2 separate regions of the Mus musculus genome follow, and region 1 is linked to region 2. The links are chromatin contacts, called in public HiChIP or PLAC-seq maps. All regions are on one chromosome and are shown on one strand. Each heading gives the region's core, a stretch centred on a gene start, on an enhancer-like site or on the middle of the called end of the contact. The rest is flanking DNA. Distances are from core to core; before and after follow the strand shown.

Evidence for each region. HiChIP or PLAC-seq counts read pairs in DNA pulled down with a chosen protein or histone mark.
Region 1: an H3K27ac HiChIP or PLAC-seq map of CD4 single positive thymocytes shows a contact between it and region 2, with 3 times the contacts expected there. The contact joins the enhancer-like site here to the promoter of Sytl2 in region 2. A contact is called at or near these places in 8 of 39 promoter capture datasets (the HPC-7 cell line, cranial neural crest, embryonic stem cells and 4 more), 2 of 15 datasets of contacts at CTCF or cohesin (CD8 T cells and the NIH/3T3 cell line), 30 of 484 Hi-C or Micro-C datasets (the C2C12 cell line, CD4 T cells, CD8 T cells and 16 more), 10 of 115 datasets of contacts at active chromatin or transcription factors (CD4 single positive thymocytes, CD8 T cells, embryonic fibroblasts and 6 more) and 4 of 9 other capture datasets (adipose tissue, liver, macrophages and 1 more).

What each region holds. Positions count from the first base shown.
Region 1 is chr7:90,338,034-90,343,343 of GRCm38.p6, forward strand. All of the region lies in intron 1 of Sytl2 (synaptotagmin-like 2), which reads left to right. Among named protein-coding and RNA genes, the nearest start is that of Sytl2, 38 kb to the left of the region's middle. Within about 2 kb of position 3,723, at least 46 of the 459 cell types and tissues checked have an H3K27ac peak or open chromatin away from gene starts, as enhancers often do. A contact at or near this core is called in the C2C12 cell line, CD4 single positive thymocytes, CD8 T cells and 11 more, where this site is marked.
Region 2 is chr7:90,299,871-90,304,510 of GRCm38.p6, forward strand. It overlaps Sytl2 (synaptotagmin-like 2), which reads left to right and starts at 2,559. Exons shown (of 20, transcript NM_001368878.1): 1 at 2,559-2,873.

The DNA of each region.
Region 1 (5,310 bases), core at 2,473-4,972, 39 kb after region 2:
TGAATAGCTAGTCATTTGGACATTGTCTATTTGTTTTATTCTTTTTAGCAAACTAGTAAGATCAATATGATGCTCATTTTCAGACAAGCCTGAAACTCAAGGAAGCTAGGTAGCTTGTACTGTGGGATGCATACAGTCTGCATCGGTCAATTCAACTCCAAAGTGGTGTTCTCTACTACTTCCTAGGAGAGATTTAGAAGCATTCCAAGGGCTCAATGAAAGAGTTAATGTTGGCAGATTGCAGTAGGGGTATTTGTGAAAGGATGTGGGTTATAGGAGCAGTTTCATGAGGGAGGTCATTCAAGCTGGAACTTGAGAGAGAAGGTTTGACTGTAAATCACACAGAAAAGGTGTTCCAGATGGAGAAGGCAGCGGGAACACCAGGTGATGATGTGGAGAGAATGAATGAGGAGTGGGTTGGCTGGAATTCCAGGGGTAGGAAGAAGCCCATGGATAAGAAAGATGATTACGGGGCTCAGGATAAGAATAGCATTAATACCTGGGTGAAGAGTCTGGATTCTGTGTCGCTTCCTATTCCGACCAGCAGAAAAGAGCGACAACACTATGTTCTTCTCAAAGGAGTTTATTCAGGAACCTTTCAATATCATGAATCTTTCTCCAGAAATCAATCTCTCCAGGAAAAAACAACAACCACCCTCGCCCAATCGCAGCCCCTTATAAATCCTCTCAACCATGCCCCATCAGCCCAGTCCACATAACAACAGTTCATTGGCCAGAATCATCACTCGTAATATGGTCGATCTTGCATCATGGTGTACCTGCACAGTTCTCACGATGGATGCGGCTTATTTTCAAGTGTATGAGGAAGTCAGGTGCAAGTCATAAGACTTGGCTGCAGTCCCAGGCACCATCTTGGGATTGCTGCCACACCCGCTCCTCACAATTCTGCATCAGGGAAGCTCTAGGGGAAATGTTTGAGTGGTGGTATAGCTGGATCAGAGTGATGGCTTCTGGGTCTGGAGCTATTGAATTATTCAATAATCCAAGACTGATGGAGAAGGGGGCTGGAAGTAGAAGTGGAAAGAGACTGCCAAGGTTCTGTCAGCTGGACCAGGGACGACTAAACAAGGAGAAAAAAGTGTCCAGGTCGCCATCCACAGTTACGTTGGAGGATGTATTTGTTCAGAGGAGTGCTGGAGAGGTAGAATCCTTAGCCAGAATGTGTGAGGCGCTGGGTTTTATCCACACTTCTACAAAACAAAGCACAACAGCAACAACAACAACAACAAAACATTAAGCAGAAAACAAAATGAAAGTGTAGGGGCCTGGCTAGCAAACCAGGGATTCAGAGATGTCAAAGGGTGAATGGAACTGAGTTCCTCCTGGGAGCTCCTCCTGGGAGTTCTGTGGAAAATGTTTCCTAGCTTTTGCAGCTTTTAGAAGATATGCCCCTGACCTCTTCCTCCAACTTCAAAATACACCATTCTAACTGAGTTCTTCAAGGTATCCTCCCCTCTTCTCATAAAGACCTCATGGTTATGTTGGCTCTACCTAGATAATCTAACACAGATAATCTCCCTATGGCAAGATCCTCCATCTCGTTTCCAAAGTTCTTTTTACTACACAAGGCAATATACTTATAGTTTCTAGGAAACAGCACATGGTGATATTTGGGAGATCATCGTCCTGCCTATTACAGAGTCATGAATTCATATGTGGAATATAAGTTATAAACAATTTTATAATTCTCTTATATTTTATATGCCCCTTATAATCCAGCTTGGCTTGTGTGTGTGTGTGTGTGCGCGTGCGTGTGTGTGCGTGTGCGTGTGTGTGTGTGTGTGTGTGTGTGTGTGTGTGTATCTTTGAATCGACTTGATTTTCCTCTTTGCCCTCTCTTCCCCTGTCCTTCAATTAAGCAACAAATGAGGTATCAGCTATGTGTCAAGCACCATGCTAGGTGCTGGTACACACAGCACAGTAATAATGCACAGTACTGAAAAAAAAAAAAAGAGTTAGAAGCAGATGGAGAAGTTAGTGTAGACAGAGACCAAGGTGTCACACTCTTGACTTACGGCATGCTAGAACTGGGGTCAAAGCCCAACTGGGAAAACAGAGAAATGTTGAATTTTAAGGATGGGATCCTCTCACCCACCTCTCTCTTACCCACACCTCAAATTTAGAAGACTGTTTAAAAAATCTCTTCAAAGACCTCAGTGGTGGGGTCTGCATGGGTATGCCCATAGGAACCTGTGATTTACTTGCTAAAATGGGGTGGGAATGTAGGGGAAGGAGGAGAGTCGCCTGAGGTAAGAGGAAAAACAGGGGCAGTCACACTTCACTCTCAAGGCAACATGGACAGGTGGAGAGCTAGTGGGATGCCGAGCCTTCTTGTGAAGGGGTGCTTATAGGGCACTCACTATGCCCAACATGCCATCCTTGTGATAACCCTGTCCAGTATGTTCTGCTACCCACACAACACAGACCAGGGGACTAATCCTTAGGGGAGTCTCCAAAGACTCATAGAAGATCAGTCTTCTTCCAAGGGTTTTTGACTTAAAAGCAACAGCCCTTTATGTCAAGGGCATTGGGAATGATCATGGCAAACACTGGATTTCAAAAGAATCCATTTAGAAGATAAAGAGGATGGAGGAAGGTCTTGCCCATTTTAGGAACTGATGTATCTTTGAAAGCATGGTTCGGGCAGAGCAGAGATACAAGTGGGTATACGAAGAGGGAGAGAAGCCTGAGGTGCCCTAGGGTGCCATAGATTTTGAGACAAAGATGCTGAGTGTTGCTGCTGTACTGGCAAAGTCTTTAGTACCTCCTTAAAATTTGTGCCCTAAGGTGTACGTCACTCCTATGGAGACATTCGTTCTCAGGTGTATGGTGCTGAACTCAGTGATATGACTTCATGGTTTGTGGCCTAGGTAGCTTCCTTGCTTTGTCCCTAAATACTAGATTCGAGCAGTTTAGATAGGGGAGAAGATCAATTAATTCAGTGGTCTCATCTTTCGCTCTACATTATTGTCACCTGGAACCTGCAATGAAAACCTCCCAGATAGGGGTCCTACCACGGACCTGTTACAGGAGAATAACTTGGGGTAGGTAGGAATAGGGAAAGAGAATTTTAAAATTAGGATACAGAGTAATGGGTCTGGCTGTTAGAATTTTATGTGTCTTATTGTACAGTGTTCTGATTTATTCCCCTCTCTGTTACCCACTTCCATTTCTCCTGAGCATTCCTGAGAGGACCCTGCCTTCTTCCAGATAGGAGAGCTGGGAAATTTCAAAGGTTTTCAGGTGATCTAGTAGCTAGCTTTGGAAACCCCCCAAGTGACCACATCTGGAGAGAGTTTCTCACCTCCAGCCTGGCTGGGGATGTGCATAACTCTACAAAAATGAAGCTTTTAAAACTAAGCTAGCGACAGCTCCGGTTGAGTTAACTTTATGTTTCTGGGTTTAATTCCAGTCTAGTTAATGAATCAGCTGGTCCCTCCACTCTTCGCCTTTAACTATGAAACCTAGAAAAATAATTAAATCTAGGGTTGGTCTGTAATTCCTGCTCGCTACCAGTGTGCAGGTTTCAGGCATGCTGTGAAACGCAGCACATCTCATCTAGTTATCTGCATTTCCACTGAAACAGGATCCGCCCTGTAAGACATTTTCTTTGAGAGTTCTGGCTCTGATGTCAGGCAGCTGTGCCACCTGAAGCACTCGGCTAACTTTTCCTCTTTGTCTTCGTTTTCTCGTCTGAACAAAGGACCAGTGAGGCTTCTCTGATGCAGCTGTTACTGTGGGTGTGGGATGTGAGCTCACTCTCACCACAGCTGACAAACAACTGGTATAGAAAGGAATCTGTTCAACTCTTGATAATTGTGGAACTCTTTAGCCAGTCACCGGCCATTTCTGACCTACTGGGAATCTTCTATAGCGACCCCAGACACGGTCAGGCAGAACAGCACCGTGGGTGGGGACAGCTTAGAAAATGCACACTTCTGCACATCAATACCTGCTGTTGAGCTGGATGCTCTGAGCGTGATCCCTGGGACCCACATGCTGGAAGGAGAGACCTGACTCTCACAGGTTGTCTTCTGATCTCCACGTGTGTGCCTCGGAGTGCTCATGTTCGTCCACATGCATGCACACCACGCTGTTTAAAAATATAAACTCTATCATCTTCGAACTGAACTAGGAGTACTGGGAGGTACAGCAGGAGCTGAATCTAATAGTCACACTGAGGCTCGAGAACTAGAGCACCAACGGTATAAACTGCTCACTGAAAAGATCTCCAAATAAAAGCCAAACAAGTACCCAACCCAGCAGGTACACAGACGTCAACATAGAAACGAGTCCTGCAACTCCTCTAAAAGATCATTGCTCCTTCACAATAAATTTAAAAATATAAAAGTGGGTAAGACTCCAGATAAGGAACCTAGAAGTTTACACATGAAAACAGCCCAGAGGTTGCAAACAGTATAATGAAGCCAATCCAGAGCCTGCAGAAGAAAGCTGGAGAGAAAGGCAGCAACATGAATGCAAATGGGACAGTGGAATGTACGTGGTTCTGGAGGGCAGGGAGAAAGGAAGCCTATAGGTAGAATTGACAAGTTAGTTCCACCCTGGTGTAAGTGTTGGCCTTCATGCGTGCACATGGGTGTGGTGTAGAGTATTTAGGGGAGGCCTTTCTGCTGGGAGAGAGACAGGCAGATTCTGATTCTGTTCACCCCACCGTCAGCTTTCCCTGCAGTACCTGTGGGTTGTTCCGTTCATCCTTCAATGCCACTGTGATTTAGGAAGGGTATGAGGTCGTTAGCTTTGCATGATGGGGTGTGTAAGTGCTACTAGCAGGGATGAGGGGCGCATTGACCTGAGCTCTTCTGATTTTATTTTTATTATACTTTTGGTCAAGCACCATTCTCTCTAACTAAGACATGTTTGTGTTTGTCCTTCTTCTATTGCCCAGTGGGGGTTTCCCTTCTTTTGAGTTTTCTTCCTTAAAGTCATGGGACTGTCAGAACAATTTGCTTTTGTTCTGAAAAAAAAAAAAAAAAAAAAAAAACCTCATCATGTGAGAGCCACTGCTGACCTGCGTTTCCCTCCTCTCTCTCGGGGATCAAGGCCTGGTCTGACATACCAACCGCTTTGCAGGAAAGCCGAGGATGGCGCCTGATTCCCTTCTACTGGCAGAGCATCCTGGGAAAGAGATTCTTTAAGTACCCAAGGTTTTAACCCGAGGGTTGGTCAGCAAGATGATGGACTGAGGTTGCGTCTGTAAATCCAGCCTTCCTCTTTGCTATTAGCAGAAGCAGGTGTTACTTATGGTCTTCGATTCACTCTTCAATTTAA
Region 2 (4,640 bases), core at 1,309-3,808:
TATTTCCAGTTGAGAGTCAAGCACCTCTTCAGGCGATTCTCTCCTTCCAACTGTGAGCCTGAAGTTTTCTGGGCCTCTTTCCAGAAACCCCTTGCAAACCCCTAGTGGCTCCTGGCTTCACCAGATTGCAACCTTTACCATGGCACTTCCAGAGTCACACCTGACCTGACGAATGGAAGGAGAATAAGGACAGAGCAGGGGAGGGTCCTTTGGAAACCTGTCAGTGAAATTTCAAAAGCTCCCACCATCTTATAGAATCATTAAGGCTTAACCCAGACTTTTTTGAGAAGCCCACGGGTCAGGTGTGCTTTACTCTTTGTGTGCATTTCTACCTTTAATAAACTTCTGCTGTGCTTCGTCCTGAAATTCTTTCCTGCCCCTAAGCCAAGGATCCAGTTTTACCTGAGTGCAGATCTCCAAAAGGTTAAGGGAACTCCACGCACAGATTGTGTGGAGCTGTGACTTGCTGACAGAATGAGGCTGTTGCCTACCAACATCTTCGTTAGTCTGGGAGAAGAATCGTTGAAGAACCAAAGGCAGACGCTATCCAGCCTCAGTGGTACGGACAACACTAAGTCTGGGCGTGAAGAGGGGGGAGAAGGCCTTAAAGTTCAGAAGTTTGCTTGGGCTAGCTCTATTTTCTGACCCGTAAAAATGGGACACGATATACCTTTGCCTTTAAAGGTGTACCTGCCTTGGCCAGAGCTTTGGGACCCGTCCTCTTTTCACTCTGGAAGCCCAGGACCTATACAGTGCATTCACTGTTTACCCAGGTACAACTCTATTCTATTATACATACGTACACACATACAAACATACATACACATATACATACATACACATATACATACATGCATACATACACAGATACATGCATACATACATACATAACATGCATACATGCATACATACACACACAAGAGAGAGAGAGAGACAGACAGACAGACAGAGAGAGAGAGAAAATCGATTTTTCTCCTTCCATGGCAGAATGAGGAATCTCAGGATTTCCTGATTGTGCTGAAAGTGTTTTACCCTGAGGCTTCTCATTGGCTCTGTATTAGTAAATACTTTTAATATGCTTCTTCTCTTCTTTCTCTGTCTCTGTCTGCCTCTCTCCTTTCTCTGTATTGTGACTCATTCTCTAGCAGAGGCTGGCTTCAAACTCAAGGTAATCCTTCTGCCCACCTCCCCCGGCCCCTCTCTCCCACGGCTACTTTTAAAGTATCACATTATTTAATCCTAGCTATCTGTATAAAGAAACGGATGCAAATTGTGTCTTGGGCATTCTGAGCTTCTGGGCTAAAATCCACTTATCAGTGAGTGCATATTATATGAGTTCTTTTGTGATTGGGTTCCCTCACTTAGGATGAATATCCTCCAGATCCATCTATTTGTCTAAGAATTTCATAAATTCATTGTTTTTAATAGCTGCATAGTACTCCATTGTGTAAATTTGCCACAATTTCTGTAACCATTACTCTGTTGAGGGACATCTGGATTCTTTCCAGTTTCTGCCTATTATAAATAAGGGTGCTATGAACATAGTGGAGCATATGTCCTTATTACAAGTTGGAGCATCTTCTGGGTATATGCCCAGGAGTGGTATTGCTGGATCTTCCAGTAGTACTATGTTCAATTTTCTGAGGAACCACCAAACTGATTTCCAGAGTGGTTGTATCAGCTTGCAATCCCACCAACAACGCAGGAGTGTTCCTCTTTCTCCACATCCTTGCCAGCGTCTGCTGTCACCTGAGTTTTTTATCTTAGCCATCCTGACTGGTGTGAGGTGTCCTGTGAAGGTTCTATGCTCCAGTATAGGGGGATGCCAGGGCCAGGAAGTGGGAGTGGATGGTTTGGGGAGCAGGGGGAGGGGAGAAAGGATAGGGAGTTTTCAGAGGGGAAACTAGGAAAGGGGATAACATTTGAAATGTAAATAAAGAAAATATTTAATAAAAAAGGAAAAAAGAGAATATGATAAAAAAAAGGTATTGCAGGTTTTGAAGTGGGGGCCGTCTCTGGGAGAAGTTGGGGTACAAAAGGGAAAGAAGAATGTGATGTAAGTCTATTTATTCAAAATATGTTTTTAAGTGTTAACAAATTCAGATAAATTGAAATTATGTATCTTTTCTCGTCATAATGCAATAAAACTTAAATTAAGAAAGAAAGAAAGAAAGAAAGAGAGAAAGAAACTGATGGCCGGAGGGGTTAGAACATTTTGCTAGATTACAGGCACCTCTTCTCCCCGCATGGTGGTGACCGTCCCTACGTTTCAGATGGAAGGTATCCTCGACCCTCTTGCATAGGGACGTAAAAAAAAAAAAAGTGCCGTTTCCGTTCTTTTGGATAAAAACTCGATTGCTTCACTGACAAGTAGAGAAGGAGGCCTGGAAGGGAGAGAAGCCAAGCGCAGGGACCAGAGCACAGGAGGCGGCCCCGCAGGCGCGGGCGGGCGGGGCGAGCCCTGTGCTCCCTGGAAGGTCCCGCGCTGCCCTCCCCTCCGCCCGCCCCGAACAGCGGCGACACCTGGGTGGCGCAGCCGGCTGCGAGCGCTGGGCGGCAGAGAGAGGTTGGCAGCCCGGAGGAGGTAGAGCGGGCAGCCGGGGCTGCGGCGGAGACTCGGCGCGCGCTCTGGGTGTGACTTTTCTGTCTACTGGCGGTGTCGCTGGGACTGCTTTCTGGTCCTGCTCTGGGTCTTGGAGTAGCTGGAGGAGTTGGTGTAGAGAGAGATTTTTTTGTTGTCCTTGCTATCCTGGCTGCTACAACGTGAACCACCGGGGCGGCAACCAACAAGCTTCATCCCTCAGTTTCTCCTTTAGTTAGGAGTTCCTTCTGCTGCCCTCGCCGCCGTGTGTCCGCGAAGCTAGGGACACCAGGTAGGCAGTTGCGACGGAATTGGGGGTGGTACTTTGAAGGCTTGACCCCAGACCTGGGGCTGGAGACTGGCGGGACCTGGCTGCGGAGCAATCGCCCGCAGGGTGCTCAGGTGAGGAACAGCAGAGGTGCAGCGAAGGAACCCAGCTAAGCACCCCCCCCCCCCCGCGAACTCTAGTTTGAAAATTAACACATTTGTTTTGGGACAGTTTCCTCTACACCCAACCAGACCTCTTATCCTATAGAGTTAAGTCACATGGGTGGGATTTGCCAGCTTCAAACTGCAAAACCGCGTGTTTCAGGGTGTAAGACCCATCCAGCAGCCGTAGGAAGTGCGGTAGGAAGTGGGGTAGGAAGTGGGTCTCTGCGCTCACAGTGCCTCCTCCCCTTTCCTCCCTTTATAAGTCGTCTTTGGCTATGAGGGGCTCCATTTCCTGCATCGTTGAAAAGTTCTCATTTTTTACTAAGGGCTGGTATGTGACCAGCAGCTTCCAGGACGTGGGCTCTGGGTTGAGAGGGAGCCTAAACACACGCTTTGAATCACAGCTTTCTGACCCTACAGTCTAATAGCAGTGTGCAGAGGAAGCCTGGGTGGGGGAGAGGGGGCAGTTCAGATACACAACTGGAGGGTCGGCGGGGTCCAAATTGCTGTCCAGCTTTCTCTCTTCCTGACAACCCTTTCTGGCTAGAATGCTGGTCCTGCTGTCTGCAAGATGGAGAAGCCAGGACAAAGCAAGCTAGCTTAAAGTGGCTGAGGTCTTCAATCAGTTACTGGAGCTTTTTAGCACCCGGCCCTCAAACAACTTCTTTCATCTCTGCCCTTCATCATTCTTGGAGTGGCATACATTTGAAATCAGACTCTTGGACCCACTAAAAGTGTCCAGGAAGGAGAAGAGAGGTTCAGTGAGGGAGGAGGGGCGATGCTGATCTCTCTTTTACAGACATTTATTATGGACCAGACGCTGTTCTCTATGTAATGTGTTTCTAAATTCTCACAAAGCCTCACAAGGTTGGTACACTATACTTCTTTTTATAATTGAGATGCCGAGGCTCAGAAAGATTGGTCCTCCTATTCTAACACACGTAGTTTCTAATTCTAAAACCTTTCTATTTTGTGCTCTTTGGTAAAGACAAGCCAGGGCAGGTAAAAAGCAAGCAAGCAAGCAAGCAACAAGCAAGCAAGCAAGCAAGCAGGCAGGCAGGCAAGCAAGCAAGCAAGCAAGCAAGCAAGCAAGCAAGCAAGCAAGCAAGCAAGCATATTGAGCTCCCACTAAGTGCCAGGCACTGTTAAAGCATCTCAGAGGTTCTATCGGCATGTATGGTCAGGAATGTCCATCATTCTGGGGAAACCAGTGACTGACATTGCCTCTCTCTCAGCAGCTCTGCTCCAGAAAGCCTGCCTGATCCACTCAGCTGTTACTGCTTGGGTGGGGCAGGAGTTCTGTTTGCTTTATGCTAGAAATGGTTTGGGGTCTAATGAAAGATTGATTGTCTGAATCTGATCCGTTAGACCTGACCGTTGGCTTGTGAATGATCGCTCTGTCCCTCCAGAGGTTCGTTCCAGGCTTTACTCAATAAACATTTGTGGAATGAATGAATGAATTAGCACCTTGTGCACAGTGGTCTGCTGCCCGATGGACAGTGAAGCAGTGGGGGGTGGGGGTAGCCTGGGCCCCTAAACTCCAAGCCAGCAGTAGCTACCCTGAGCCAATTTCTTTTCCCATCTGTAAATTGGAGATGATGATGATAGTCAGATTTTTGTCACTCTG